2 separate regions of the Pan troglodytes genome follow, and region 1 is linked to region 2. The links are chromatin contacts, called in public HiChIP or PLAC-seq maps. All regions are on one chromosome and are shown on one strand. The core of a region is the stretch at or near the end of the contact, and the rest is flanking DNA. Distances in the headings are between cores, read along the strand shown.

Region 1 (2,700 bases), core at 148-2,647, 840 kb after region 2:
GTTGATCCTAGTATGCCATTGTAAAAGCTCCTTTATCAATCAAAATTTTATTTGTTCAAAAAGATAAGTCTTGCTTTCTCCAAATGATATCTCCCAAAGAAGATATTCTGTGGACCACATCTAAGGGAAATGTGTCTATATTAAACCTGACTTTTAACAGAAATAGGAAACATTTTGCATTTTTTGCTCCATGGTCATTCTTTGACTGAACAATGCAATTCATGCTGAGAAATGTACTCTCAAACTGTGTATCAGAGCTCCAGAATTCTGGAAAAAAATTTTGTCTTTATCATTTTGATGACTGATCTTAATGATTCCAGTGTGCGATATTTTCTTCAGTAACCAAATGCTTAAACTTCATGTTCTGACATTAGCATAGAAAGCAAAGTGAGCTCAAATGTATCTCCAACCAGTTTGCCTTATATATGAATAGCTTTATCTTCTACCAATAAATAAAATTATCTTCCAGGATAAAGCCTGGGGTTAATCTTGAAGAATTCGAACTTGTGTAAGTAAATAGATTGTTTTTGGAAAAGTGTAGAAGTGGCCACCAAACAGATCATTGTTTATTCAGGAAAAAATAATTCTGTGGTTGTTACCTGTTCCACAAAATGCTCAACCTCATCTTGCTTTGCTTTTTCAGATTCAATTTTCTTTCCCACATCATTCCAAAATTGCAGCTAAATATAGTGCTTTTTAGACTTGCCAAGTTGTGACTCCCTAAAAGTTAACTTGGAAATATCTGTCACAGATATTGACAGAGTGACCAAAGCAGACCTGTGACTTTATTTCAGGGAGAAGTGCCTGGCAGGAAAACCAAGTGATGTTATATTTCAAAGGATTTAGGCAGGCTAGGGAAAAAATGTAGTATCTGAAAGAAAATATTACATTTATTACTTCCTAGTCTTTTAGAAGCTCCCATTATGGCAGTTGCAAACAAACAAATAAAATTACAATAAATTCAAGCAAGCAGTCACACAAATAATCCAAAAAAAGGAAATATGTTTATGTACTCTAGAAACTGAAAGCCCCAGGGTTGATTAGTAATGAAATGCCTGTGGAATTAAAATAACATCAGAAAGATTTTTTAGAATAATAAACTGTCAAAAGTAAACCGCCCTACTCAAGATTCTGCTTGTTCCCCGCAAAGAGTTTCCAACACATTCTGGAACACGAGGAAAGTTCCTCATTTGCAAAAGTACAGCTAGCAGAATAGATAGAAGGAAGGCAGAAGACTTTGTCTTTTCCTTCACTCTTCATTGTGGCCGTGATAAAAAGCTCCAGGGCCTCCTGTCCCTGACCTTAGTCCTTTGGAGAAGGCTGGTGGGGGGAGTGCAGGCCGGGCTCAAGCTTGCCATTAGTCAGTGATCTGTGAATAGCTCTCGGTCCCTTAATGACGTGAGCGCAGGCTCCAAAGGGAGCGGGTGACTCAGAGCGCAGGAGGCTCAGAGATTGCCTGAGCAGCCATTAGCACGTCATTGGTAATCCCAGCGACACCTTTCACATCCGCGGTATTTGTCTCCATGCTCTCCGCGGAAGGCTGCGAGAATGTTTTATTTAAGGGCTCTGGGCTGCCTTCTGCCTGACAGGATTGCTTGTCTGCAGGGCTTACTAACACTTGCAGATCTTCCAAGAGAAGAGGGGTGGGGGATGCGGAATTCCTAGTATAGTTACAGGCCATTTCCGTGAACGCAGACATTATGCCTCTGCACGTTGGAAATTGCATGGCAGATTAAAACTGTAGCCCTTGTCCTTTTACTTCATGACAGAAAGAAGCAAAGGAAAGGCTCAATCATTGCTGCGCAAAGTCTGCTTAATTCCATAAACATCTATTAAACGTCTACTATGAAAGTAGTATAATATAAAATAGCGGTCAAGAGCACATCTTGTGGCATTTGATATAGCTGGATTTGAATGACAGTTCTGTTGCTATTTGTGTGACTTTAGGTGAGTTACTTAAAGTCTCTGAGCCCCGTTATCTGCAGAATGGATATAACAGCGACCTTCTCAAAGGATTGTTGCAAAGGTTAAATGATAACAATGTATATATGGCACTTGGCAAATAATAAGGACGTAAGTGACAGCTATTTGATTTCTATGTACTGAGCACTGGGCTAGGCGCTGGGCTACTGGGGCACATAGGACACAGTTCCTCCTTGAAGGAACTCACAGAGCAAGGAGAAGCAAACAAGGAAACAAACAATTGTAGTGTGGGGGTGATAAGTCTATATTAGCATAGTGGTTCTAAAATTTTAATGTACATTAGGATGACCTGGGGATCTTTTTAAAATGAAGATTTTATAAGGAACTTAATTAAGCAAAAAAAAAAAAAAGCTAGAGAGAAAGAAAGAGAATCATTAAAGAGTAGGCAAAAGACGTGAACAGGCCCTTCTCAAAAGAAGACATACAAGCAGCTAACAAATATGTGAAAAAAATGCTCAACATCACTAATCATCAGGGAAATGCAAATCAAAACTACAATGAGATACTATCTCACACCAGTCAGAATGGCTATTACTAAAAAGTTGAGAAACAACAGATGCTAAGGCTGCTAAGAAATGGAAAGGCCACTGTTTGTGGGAATGTAAATTAGTTCAGCCACTGTGGAAAGCAGTTTGGAGTCTTTCTCAAAGACTTAAAACAGAACTACCATTTTGACCCAGAAATCCCATTATTGAGTATATATTCCAAAAATCATTC
Region 2 (2,700 bases), core at 73-2,572:
CTCTCTCTTTCCTCTTTCTTCCCTTCTTCTCTCCATCACCTTCTAGTCTTCTGACTGATTCCAAACAGGACAATTGAAATGTCTTGCCTTCATGCTGAAGAGCTCTTTGTAAATACACATAAACAGTGAATATCAGGTGCACCATTTTTAAAGTGCTACTCATTTCCACAACAGTTTAGGTGAAACCATGTCATCTTACAAGTTGAGTGTGTGTGTGTGTGTGTGTGTGTGTAGAGGATGACGTGACACTTTTGAGGTTTATTTAAGTTGTTAAAGACCTCAAGGTTATAAGACTTAGACTGTTAAGCATTTTTCCTCCCAGAGACACGAAATCTACAATTTTCTCGATTCAACTGTCAACTAAATTGGCAAGTCAACTAAAAGGATAATATTCCCTTAACGATGCATTCATTTGAAGCCCTAGCAACTGTATTAGGCAGCAGCGAGTATTCGCTAGCAAGGGATGGCACGGGGAGAGGGAACTCTGCAATTTAGAGTGACAGATGATTTCTTTCCCATCCATCAAGCTGCCTCAAAATGTCACAATATTTACACCTCTTTCTTGGTGAATTAGAATCCAGAGACAAGCAGACAGAAAGAAAAAAATAATAATTCCGGCCGGTTGCCGCCTGATTGGAAAAAGCAAGCGTTGCACCTTTAAATTCTGCTCCTCCATTCCCCGTTCCGCACACCCCCCCACCCCGCCCCTCCCGGGATTTTGCAATAAATCTCCCAGTTCTGCGTTCAGCCCTGCAGATCCGTATTTAAAACAGCACCATCTGGGAAGGGTGGGTGGCGATGGTGATGCGGGCGCCTTGGAGTTCCTTTGCAGCACGCTTGGAATTGCATCAGACTGATCAGAAATCCCCCCGCCCCCAAGCTCAGCCCCTCCCGCCACGCTCCCCCGCCCGCCCCTCCCCTCCCCTCCCTTCGCGTAGATCTGACTGAGAAAACGACTGGATCTCGGAACAATCTGTGCCCCATTCGCTGCAGGCTTGCTCCGTAAACCCTGCCCTACGCTCCCTTTGTGTGCCGAGCAGCCTATCACCGTCATCTGATCCTAGCGCCTGTTTTTTATCTTTTCCTTCTGAATTTCCACAATATCCTCGCTTCGCCTATGAATCCACCTGCGCAGAGTTGGGATTCTTTCTTTCGTTCGTTAAAACAGTGGTCTTGAGTTTCGGAAACAGATTTTTCCTACGTTCCCCTCACCCCTACCCCAAGCTCTTGCCTTTTAATTAAGAAGAGCTGATCCGGGGAGGAGTCCAGAACGACCAAACCCTGGGGCGAAAACTGCCACCGGGCTTGGCTCTGTGGCCGGAACAAAAGGCCTGAGAAGGGGGTGGGGGTGAGGGTTATAGGAGTGTGGAGAGCCTGGTGGCCCCCGCCCAGGGGCGCCTAAGTCCCTGAGCTCCCCGAAGAGTGGCAAGAGGATAACGCAGCCGCGCGTTCCGGCAGTTCGCTGTCCCCCGGGGGTGCAGGCGGGGGCGGGAGAGGTAGAACACAGGTCTGGGCGGCTCCGCGCCGCTTCTATCTCACCCGCCAAGCCCCCCACCTCCACCCACCGCCAGTCCCCTGCCCACCCGGGTGGCGGCGGCGGCTCAGCGACTAGCCGGCCGCCCTCCACCGGTGCCTCCGGACGCAACCTCGCCCTGGCAGGGCGGTCTGCGCGTCCAGCTGATTGGTGGCTCTGTCCAGCCGCCGCACGGAGCTAAGAGTGTTCTTCTCCACCGCCTCCAGCCGCCCAGGCCCCCTCGCCCGGCCCGCTCTCTGGCTCTTCGGTCCGGAAAGGACCTTCTACCCCCAGGCGGAGGCTCCCCTTTCCCTGAGTTACCCCGACTGACTCGGACCTGGGCTCAGTGAGGCATCCGGCCCGGCTGGGGAGCGGAGCGCGGTCTCGGCAGCTCCCCTTCCCTTGAGAAAGCGGGAACCCTCTAAGCCAGCGCCCGAAACTCGCGGGGAGGGAGGACAGAAGGGAAAAAAAAAAAAAAAGAAAACCCAGAAAGAAACATCCAGCGAGGAGCGAGGGCGACGGAGAGGAAGAGATAGAATGAGGGAGGGATGGAGGCTGGAGGAGGGGGCGGGGTGGAAGAAGGGGGGCGGGAAGGAGGGAGGGAGGGGGAAAGAGAGGGAGGGAGGGATACAGAGAGAATGAATCCTTCTCACTAGAAGAGCTGAAATTACCTTGATTCATTTTTTGTGTTGGAGGTTTAGCTTTACCTCCTTCCCTCTTCCCAACCTCCACCTCCTCTTTCCCCACCGCACACCACCTCCACCGCCTGATTCTAAATGCTACAAAGTCAAATTTTAGGAAATCGAATGTTGTGCAAAAGCTTCATAATTAGTAATGAATCTACTGTACACACACACACACACCAGCAAAGAGAACGGAAAAGAGGGAGGTGAAGAGGAGAAAAAGAGAGATAAATCTTACATTTGAATCAGACATTTGCAGGTCCAAGTTAACTAAACTCATTATATCCGCAGGAAGACTTTCTTTTTTTTCTTTCTCCCTTTGCCCCAGGGTTCTCACCTAGGGCAATTCAAACTGGGCAAATACCAAGAAACAACCCCCTCTCATGCTCTCCCTCTACCTCCTCCCCTCCACCACGCGTCCTCTCCGGAAGACAGTATCAAAATAGCTCAAGAATTGGGGATGCAGGGGGTCCCCGCCCTGGTGCTTACCTTCTTTGCGGCTTA

What was found. HiChIP or PLAC-seq counts read pairs in DNA pulled down with a chosen protein or histone mark.
Region 1: an H3K4me3 HiChIP or PLAC-seq map of stem cell-derived excitatory neurons shows a contact between it and region 2, with 10 times the contacts expected there. The contact joins two enhancer-like sites. A contact is called at or near these places in 1 of 1 datasets of contacts at active chromatin or transcription factors (stem cell-derived excitatory neurons) and 1 of 1 other capture datasets (stem cell-derived neural stem cells).

The regions. Positions count from the first base shown.
Region 1 is chr9:32,566,299-32,568,998 of NHGRI_mPanTro3-v2.0_pri, forward strand. No RefSeq gene overlaps it. Among named protein-coding and RNA genes, the nearest start is that of KIF18A, 450 kb to the left of the region's middle. Within about 2 kb of position 1,398, at least 11 of the 24 cell types and tissues checked have an H3K27ac peak or open chromatin away from gene starts, as enhancers often do. A contact at or near this core is called in stem cell-derived excitatory neurons and stem cell-derived neural stem cells, where this site is marked.
Region 2 is chr9:31,722,584-31,725,283 of NHGRI_mPanTro3-v2.0_pri, forward strand. No RefSeq gene overlaps it. Among named protein-coding and RNA genes, the nearest start is that of BDNF, 63 kb to the left of the region's middle. Within about 2 kb of position 1,323, at least 11 of the 24 cell types and tissues checked have an H3K27ac peak or open chromatin away from gene starts, as enhancers often do. A contact at or near this core is called in stem cell-derived excitatory neurons and stem cell-derived neural stem cells, where this site is marked.